2 separate regions of the Gadus morhua genome follow, and region 2 is linked to region 1. A link is a contact called in public Hi-C data. All regions are on one chromosome and are shown on one strand. The core of a region is the stretch at or near the end of the contact, and the rest is flanking DNA. Distances in the headings are between cores, read along the strand shown. Region 1 holds the start of LOC115545864. Region 2 holds the start of fgf5 (fibroblast growth factor 5).

Region 1 (5,211 bases), core at 2,491-4,990:
ATTGGTGGTGATAACTTTAATACATTACATTAATACAATAGTTCATTATATAATTAAATATTTACACATTAAATATAATCTAGCATCTCAAAGTCTCTACATTAAATCACATTACATTATATAATTTCCTATTTACATATAATCCAGCATCTCAAAATCATAAAATTAAGTAATCTCGACATGAAGAGGCTGTTGATGGCATCTGAATCTGCTAAACTATGTATTGGTCGGGATGACTTCAAGACATTTCATTAATACAACAGTACATATAATAACATATTTACATAATCCAACATATCAAAATATGTACATTAAATCTCATTACATTAATACATCAGTACATTATATAATTTCATATTTACATATTACATATTGCATTAAATCATCTTGACATGAGGAGGCTGCTGATGGCAGCTGAATCAACTAAACTATGTCCATTGCCCACACACCACTCTCCAATACTTTGTTCATTTCGTGTCTGAAATCCGGGTAATTGTCATAATCAATTGGCAACTCCAAGTAGCATCCACATGTGTGGGCGATGGGCCGTCTCTGCATACCTTGCAAATTCGTGAAGCTCAAAGTAATGGTCTTACCAAGAAACAAATCAGAGCCAGTGCAAAACCGAAGGAATAGAGACAGGTGCTGTGCGTCAGATTCTCTAAGGTAAGTGCTAAGATGCTTTCCTATGTTCTTCTGCTGGTCGTTCATAGTAGTGGGGTAAGAGATAGACCTAATCACCTTCCTCAGTGTTGGATGAAGATTTACATACGCTTCTGAAATGCCTTCCAAATCTGACCTAAAGGGTGCAAGCACCTTGCTCCACTGCTCTAGGACAAAGGCGGGTTCTTGAACCAGCTTTTGGTGGGCAAGCTCCTCCAAGAGCTGTTCAATATTATCAGCGGTTGGCATTCTTCGACAGCTGTGGAGATCCATTACTTCAATCAATTCTTCCTGATCCACACTTTCAAAATCTGAACGGCAGGATTCAAACACCAATCTCTCTGACTCTGTGACATATTTCAGGAAGCAGTCAACAAGACTACTCTTCACACTTCCCAGGGCAACTTTCTCCAAAATTACTGGGGCTATTTTTATAGGCAGGTACTTCTCTTTTTGCCAACCCATTGCTATTATTCTGCCAATGCTTTCCCACTGCTGCTTACCAAAATCATGGCGTAGAAAAGGCACCTTGAAAGCATTTCCTAAAGTGCATTGCTCATAAAAGTCCAGCCAAAATTCAGTTAGCACATCCCTTAACACGCCACCTTCATCAACTGCCATTTCCAAACTTCCATTGGGAAGAATTACTTGGATGAAAACATCATCTCGCATGACACTCGCGTCCAAAAAATGTGTGATTAGTTCTCTCAGGATCTGCCCACGGTGAACAACAATTATTCTCTTTGTTCTTTCACTCTGATCAATGGGCACATGAGCAATATCTAGGGTCGGAGTAGATGAACTTGATGCCCGAGGAGACGTTTGTAAGGTATCATCAAGGCTAACCCAGTCCAGATCATGTTGGTGTCCTTGGAAAAAGGTAACTGTGCCACTATTCTCAAAGTCATCTACAGCATTGGCGGCATCAACTTCGCTCACACTAGCCCAATCTGTCATTTCAACAGTGGAGCAATCGAAGGGCTCAGGATCACTGTTTGTATCAGACAGGACATTGCTGCTACTAGCATATACCACATCTGCGGTTTCCTGACCTTCAGCTAGAGGTAAACTAGGCCTAGGGGGGTTGGGTGAGGCTGCAAGCTGATTCTCACTGCAACCATCCCTCTTGGTTGTTGCTAAGTAAAAGCGTAAAATGGGCAGCTTTGTTACTTCATAAAGATCCCCAACTGTAGTCAGGGGATCTAACGGGCGCTCCTGAAAATCAGTTAGTTCAATCGCAAAATCTTGAACATTTCCTTCTGCATTTTTCTGACCAGGGAAAAACAGGTTTTTGGCCTGTTCAATTAACTGATCTTTACAACAATTCTTGGACACAGAGATTTTCCTGGTCCCGCCCCCCTTTTTGGCCCTCATTTGTAAGAATTTCCCGTCACGGAAATTCAACCAGCCAATTTCAATTTTACGCTCTTTCTTCTGAGCATTTTGACATGGTAACTTCTCAGACAAGTGTTCACGATCGTCACTTTTTGCTAACTTGGCTTTCAGTCGCTCAAAAAGTTTTGATTTGCGGGCAACAGGATTCTTCCCCTTCAATCTGCAATATCCAAGGACAGCCAGTCGGTCTCCATATGATGGTAGATACTCGGTTAACTGGTCGTCGTTCATGAGCAGGAGGACATTGGGATCGATCTTAAAAAAAGAGGAAAACACACACACACAGCCACAAAACAAATATAATTTAACATAAACAGAAGCAGTAATTAAAAAAAAAATCAAAAAATGCATAAACACACAATTTAGCCTATCTTTCCCCCATTAACAGACTAGTTACCTTATCGTTTTCCAGTTGCTTTATGTTTTCTTCTGGTACATTCCGCGACCTCAAGAACTCGCACAACTCATCCATCCTGTGAGAGGCCAACACAAATATTTAACGAACGGAACAGATGCCAACTACATTGTGATGCATTGAGCACATGGATGAGCTAACATTATGCATTGTACATATTTATAATTCGAAATTCGTCCCACGCCGGGCCATTTTTACTTACTACTAGCGCCACAAGAGGGGTCAAATGACCCCTAAGTCATTTGAATGAGAGGCTGTGCATTTGCACATAATGATCACTAGGTGGCGCCAATGAGCTATTACCGCGCGAGCGCCACATGTGCGTGTCTGTCACAAGCCTAGTCCTCACGATTTTGTCATAAATGTACATATATGAAGTACAAACAGCCTATATTTTCACTAAGGGTTTAAGATTGAATGATGCAAATAAAGTAATTAAATTAATTGAGATATGCCTATATTGTTATCGTGGATATTTTCTCAAGACCACTCCATTCCATCAACTTTATGAACCAGCAGTTGGCTGAGTGGTTTAGGCCCTGCAATACGGGCGACCTGAGTTCGCGTCCTGTACGTCATTTAATTCTTGCCGTTGGCTTATTTTGTAATTTCCTTTATATCAGAGAAATTAGGCTTAACAATTTACTTTTTATGTACTCAGAATTCGAACACCACTACAAAATGGCGAGCATCCTATATAGTGCACTATATCCGTGATAGGGAACGATTTCGAACACTTTGAACTAGTTTAAAAAGAGAAAACATTTTGACTAAAAGTTGACTACAATTTAAGGACTTTTTGTCGACTAAAACTAGACTAAAACTACAAAGGAAAACAATGACTAAAATGTGACAAAATCTAAAATAGCTGACAAAATTAACACGGTGCTAATACTAGAACTAGCTAACATAGCTGCAGCAGAGTGCTTTTTCAAAGGAAACATAAACCAGATGAAAAGACGCTGAATTACTGAATATAGGCTTAAAAGAGCATCTCTACAAATTCGGTTACCTTGCTGTTTCGCCTTGCGAATAGGAGGATGACCGAGAGAAGTGATGACTTGCAGGTTCATCAGCCTCAGGTCCGAAATGATGGCGCCGACTGGTAGCCTAGTAGCGCGTGCCGCTCTGTCGTGCCGATTTCGAACTTGAAGGAAGTGAGGTCAGGGGGCAGGCTAACCGTCGAAAATCTCGTAATTATGACTTTAAATCTCATTATTATGACTTTTTTATCTCGTTATTATGACTTTAAATCTCATAATTATGACTTTTTTATCTCGTTATTATGACTTTAAATCTCATAATTATGACTTTAAATCTCGTAATTATGACTTTTAATCTCGTAATTATGACTTTTAATCTCGTAATTATGACTTTAAATCTCGTAATTATGACTTTAAATCTCGTAATTATGACTTTAAATCTCGTTATTATGACTTTTAATCTCATAATTATGAGATAGTTTGTGGTGTTTTTTTTTTTTCCTGTGGCGGGAATGGGCTTCCATACTATGTTGAGAAAATCGAATCTAATAAAATGTGTGACTGTCGCACCACTACAATTAAAGGAGGACTACTTAAACACAAGAAGAGATGAGACGGACTAAACTCTCATGCGTCCAACTCATTGGATTAATTTTTCAATGTATAGTTGTCGACACGTTTGTGGGTTAAATTATACTTAAATCTACTTTGTATCCACACGGTGGCGGTAACGCAGCAGTCTAGTTTACCTCACACCAGTCTAGCTCACTGTTTCGAGGTCTGCTTATCTTGTCAGAGAAATTATTTTTATTAAATCAGGGGAAATATCAAAATAACAACCGGCTTTACAGAAGTATTAGTATTATCACATATTATGTAGGCCTACAGGGTAGGAAAATAAAGTGGACTATGCTTAGAATCTGGCTTCCACTGAGTTTCATGCCACTAACAATATTGAAAGCTTTAAATGTAATCTGCAACACAGCTGTCTCTTCTCTTTCTTCTCAAGAGAAAAGACAACATTTTGGAAGCGCATGGCAGGATTAGTTTGAAGGCATTCAGCAGCCAACAGGAAGATGACTAACGTTGCCATGCCAACTAACTTCCTGTTAATCCAGAGTGGATCTAAAATGAAGAGAGCATAATCGTCAGTAAGACAACCATTATATTAGTATGCTGTGTTCTGAGTTCTACATCATAGTAAATCTTAATATCTTGTTTTTTCAGGACAATGTTAAAATAAGCTGCTCTCGGATCTCAACATGGAACAAAGATTACTTTCATAAACTTTCAATAGGAGATTTTGAGTGAATATGATGTAAGAGTGTAATTCTTCAGCATCAAACATCCTTTTTGGGATGATTTGTATTTGTATCAATCACAGGTGCTGTATCTTTCAAAAGCACCTGCATCTTCTTAACTGAAGAGACACGAGAGTCCAGTCCCATTTCAGAGGACAGAGACGGCAATGGGAGGCTTATGCAGTTTGAACAGAATGCTGCTGATCGTGTGATTCTATATGCATGAATGGAAGTGAGGCACAATGGGGTGTTTATGGATATATATATACTTTTTTAGCTTCTTCCCTCAGCTCACCTGGCCTCTTTGTTTCGCTTTCCCCAATATTTCCGATCAATTAGGTAGTCTACCATCTTCTTTTGGTTTCTGAGGTTCTACTGAGTCCTAAAGGGGTGTGGGCTCTGGTCCTCTTGAACCGAGGGAATCACAATGTGGCACATAAAGATACAAAAAGTA
Region 2 (4,796 bases), core at 1,564-4,063, 150 kb after region 1:
CATATAATAATAATGATCATAATAATAATTTAAATAAAATAATGATAATAGTAATAATTGTAATAATACTATTAATAACAATAAGTATCCACAGATACAACGTGAATACCTAATGAAAATAATAATAACAACAACAAAGTTCAAATACATAGCCAATATTATCGTTATTATTGTTATTATTATTGTTAATAATATTAATAATAATAATAATAGGCCTATTATGATTTATTATCGTTGTTATTATTATTATTATTAGGCCTATTATAATAAGTAGGCTAGCAGGCATATTAGTATGCTAATGGTGGGAGCCAGGTCGTTTTAATGGTTATAGCATAAATTGTAGGCGTTTGGTCTGTCAGGAAATAATCTCCTAAAACCGATGTTTTAATAATAATGATAGGCCTTATACTTAGTCTCACCACTTTTAACTTGTTCGCTACCACGAAATACCTGAATGCAAACCCTGAGATAGTTCACCGCAGCAGAAACAAGGCATAATCCTGCTTTTTATGTGAGAAAAACGTCGACCACACAATTGCCTCAGCGAGAATAACGATAAATGATTTGTGTCCAAAAATCGGCTAACAGGGGCATTATATTATAGGGCAGACCAGTAGACCAGTAGGCTTTACGGAAAAATCAAGGCGGCCGCGTCCTCAGATTGTATAGCCTAGGTGTTTGAGAACTGGAAAATCAGGTGTAAAATAGGCCTACGTATATATTATTATATTCTAATAATTAGCCTGTAAATTGCCATAATTAAGATCTTGTCTCAAGGCATTAGCTTGGACGCAAAAAAACGATATAAAGTCCCATGACATGGATATGTTCAATATTCGTCTTGCTTTATCAACATTAACAAAGGCGCAATATAATAATGCGATTCTTGAAGGCCAGTTATTATCTATAGATCTATATCCATAACGATAAATATAAAGTTAGATAGGGCCTGAATATAGTCGTCATGTATTGTTTTAGATGTTACATATTTATAGATTATAGTTACGATTATTTTGCATCTTACTGTATGTTACTTTGCACTGATTCTGAATTATGAGACGCGCTGACCACCATGTTACAGATAAAAGGTACAGCAGTGCCACCATGCGATCAACATGTGCAAGTACATCAATAGTGCACGATACCTAGAAGCACTGTTTGGTCAGTCAGTCAGTCAGTTTACTCAGTAGTGCCTTTCTAGTATATGTTGACATTTACACAATCTACATGATTTCAGATTTGTTTTCACTTTAAGTGGACACTTAAAGTGTCCACATACAAACACATGGTTTGTATGTGTTTGTGTGTGTGTGTGTGTGTGTGTGTGTGTGTGTGTGTGTGTGTGTGTGTGTGTGTGTGTGTGTGTGTGTGTGTGTGTGTGTGTGTGTGTGTGTGCGTGTGCGTGTGCGTCATGTCATAACATTCCTCATGTTGTGCTATTTGATGCATTCAGAGTCAAGATCACCTTGAGTAACATCAAGTATTTATATTTATAAATATACAAGAGCAGTATTACCTATTCCTGACACATAAAGCACTCAATCTACCCACGTGAAGACAGGGACACATTTACACTCTCCCTGGCAGACGGAAGAGCTCTCATTGGCTGCCTCCATGTCACGTCCTGTGCGTGTGTCTGTCTGTCTCTTGTCCTCCTGGTATGTGAGCTCTGTCCACACTGTGGTAAAGAGAGCAGTTAGAGTTAGAGCGTATATAGGCTGCACCTGTTTGCTCCTCAGAGAGAGACCAGTTAATACCACTATAGTGCAGTACGGACCAATACAGACCAGTATAGAGATCGGTTCAGACCATATACAGACCAGTATGATCCAGTACAGATGGTACACACAAGTGCAGACCAGTTACACCAGTAAAGTCTATACCAGTATAGATCAGAATGAATCAGTAAATAGACCAATTCAGAACAGATAGACCAGTGTAGACCATTGCAGTCCAGATAGAGATCTGTATAGATCAGTATTGATCAGTAGACCAGTAAGGACCTGGATAGACAGTATAGATCAGTAAAGAAAAGTATAGAACATTGTAGACTAGTATACACCAATATAGACCATTACAGACCCGTGTAGACAATTTTAGACTAGTCACCAGTTTAGACCTTTGTAGACCAGTAAAGAGCAGTATAGACCAGCCCCGTGTTCAGGTCATCAGCTACAGCCGGTGCCCTGCTGAACTGAAGCTGAGGGCGGTATGGGCCCAGGGCTCTGTTCTAAAGAGCTGCTTAAGGCTTTGATGAACTAATCAAGGGTCGCTGTGTCTCTCGGGAGGGTAGGAACAGCGTTCCTGGACCGTGAGCCAGGGTGGTCAGCCTCAGAGTGTTCACAGAGTGTCTCCTAAGATAATCAGGTTAGGGGAGAGCAGACTCGTATCAGATCCTTGATGAGAAAGATAAACAATGCCTGCTGGGATTACAGGGGTCATCTCCACTGCTTTCCATGTGGTACACTGGTGAGGACTGGCTGTTTGTTTTATAACCACAACAACAACTTGATGGTTTGTGCGTGTATGCGTATGTGAGTGTGTGTGTTTGTTTGCCTGCGTGCAAGCGTTTGTGACAAGATATTTCACTGCTGCCCATAAGACATTTGGAACGTCTTTGGTGACTCCAGTATGTATCCAAACAATTCAGTATGGGTCAGCATGGTAGTTCGTACTTCTGGTTATAAGAAACACTAGGAGTAGCTTTCCGTTGATTATTTTTTCTTACGAATGTTGTTTGACAATCGGAACGATGTTAACCACCCTGCGTAAAATGCCGCGCATAGGCACCTTCTTGCAGCGGAAGAGCCTTGCACCGTCGGTCGTGTTTTCTTTAACGTTACGCGTATTCTGAGCGGACTTGGCAATTCAGTAATGAAATCCGGATGAAAGAGAGTCCATTAAAGCTCTGTCATACATCAAGCAGAAGTGAGATCATTGGAGTTAAAAATATCCATCCCGTGCCAGAACAACTCAAGTACTGCAGCCGAGACAACTCGTCGGTGCGCGCGTTGCCAACATGCAGGAGTGGACGAGCGAAGTCAACACTGGCACCATCACGGAATGATGCGTGTTCCCTTCTATATTCTGACTGTGGCTCACCTGATCCGTGCTGCTGCCGCCGGGACAGAGCGGTTCGGGTCCGGACGCAGGACCTGCAGACTCTACTGCAGAGTCGGCATCGGCTTCCATCTGCAAATCCATCCCGACGGCCGAGTCAACGGGAGTCACGAAGCCAACCACTTAAGTATGACTTATTGAACTTCTCAAGCTGATATAAGATGTCACGCATATGAGTTAAACGCAACTTTGTTTTTAGATTGCATTGCATTGTGTTTCATTGTACTTGATTGTACTAGGCTACCTAATGACATCACTAAGAGTTTAAATGCAATGTTAGTCACACCTCACCAGGTCTCCATAGTAATAAATATAGGTATCAAGTTTCTCATATAGTTGTAGATAGCCAACACACTATGAAAATACATGTACGCCTAGGTTGCAAACATTGAATAATGTTTGAGCACTAAGTAGGCCTATATACTGTACGTCATGCAGTTGAGATGATTAAGTGTATGTATCAGGTTGGAGAAGGTTGGTCCGGTATTATGTTAGAGAACAGGGGTCTGGGGTAGGGTTGGGGCTGAACCCCAGGTAATGGTAACGTCTGTCCCCAGGTGTTGTGGAGCTTTTCGCCATGTCCCAGGGTGTGGTCGGCATCAGAGGAGTTTCCAGTCGCAGGTTTCTGGCCATGAACTATCGAGGACGCCTCCACGCCACTGTGAGTACTCAGCCCCAAGGTGGACCAACAGTAAACCACCAGGAGAGGCTTAGGGAGAACTTAATCAGTAGGACATATTTAATAAAAGTGGGGAGATGGTTAGGGTTAACCCAACCATGTAGGACATATTAAGTTAGGGTGTGGGAGTGCTGCTGGTAATACAGACATACGCTGAAGGTTGAAAATGTTGCTGACACCTTGAGTTGGGTTTTTGATTGATCCCAAGCGATGGTCTTTATGATGGTTCAAAAGGATCTGAGTGGATTAGGGTTAATGCTAGGTCAATGTGGTGGAACGTCAGAGTCAGTACTGCAAACCCTTCCCACACACACCCTCAGAAGCAGCTTTATTAGAACGGATTAGTGTCTTTTGGGATGGTGGCTTATACCTGGAAGGTCGATATTCTTGGTAAATGTATCTCTGTTACATTCATCCAGCTTCCGAACATCCTCTCTGAGATCTGGAGACTCAGAAGACTTTTAAAACCGGACTACAAGGAAAGGTGCAGCCTGTTTACCCCTATCCTTGCCCATCCCATAACCAAGTCAATGTCCATTGACACATTTAGCCTCAACTGTGTGAGTTGAGACCGACTGACAACTGAAAAAGACAGATAAGGGGCTTTAGCTAAAGGTCATATTCCGTATGGGCGTTCGGAAGTCCAAATCCGCCCTCATCCATCCCTCTGGTCTTCTGCTTTTATAGACATACCATCTGCAATAAACCCTCTGCACTGCATAAGCCATATAGTACATATATTATGAGACACATAGACTCTCTCTCATCTGTGGTATACTACAGGTTATGGGTCTGAGTGGGTTAGGGGTCTGAATACCCCCAGGGGCCCGGTGCCTAGCTGGCGGTGTCGGGTGACACACAGAGCCACATCTCTCCTCAAGTCTGTCATCTTTCATATGTATGCCTGCATAGGGCTCACTGTGTGCACAGTCCTGGGATTAGGATGGGATTGGGGTTAGGTACGGCAGGTGGTTAGAGTTGGATTTAGCTGGTGTCT

The links. A called contact is a pair of places that touch in the nucleus more often than the background predicts.
Region 2: a contact with region 1 is called in a Hi-C map of heart, with 12 times the contacts expected there. The contact joins the promoter of fgf5 here to the promoter of LOC115545864 in region 1. A contact is called at or near these places in 5 of 6 Hi-C or Micro-C datasets (blood, gill, gonad and 2 more).

Annotation. Positions count from the first base shown.
Region 1 is chr6:25,103,828-25,109,038 of gadMor3.0, forward strand. It overlaps LOC115545864, which reads right to left and starts at 3,741. Exons shown (of 3, transcript XM_030359333.1): 1 at 3,486-3,741; 2 at 2,456-2,531; 3 at 1-2,313. The coding sequence starts at 2,530. The coding sequence ends at 424.
Region 2 is chr6:25,253,648-25,258,443 of gadMor3.0, forward strand. It overlaps fgf5 (fibroblast growth factor 5), which reads left to right and starts at 2,814. Exons shown (of 3, transcript XM_030357900.1): 1 at 2,814-3,247; 2 at 3,678-3,781. The coding sequence starts at 3,064.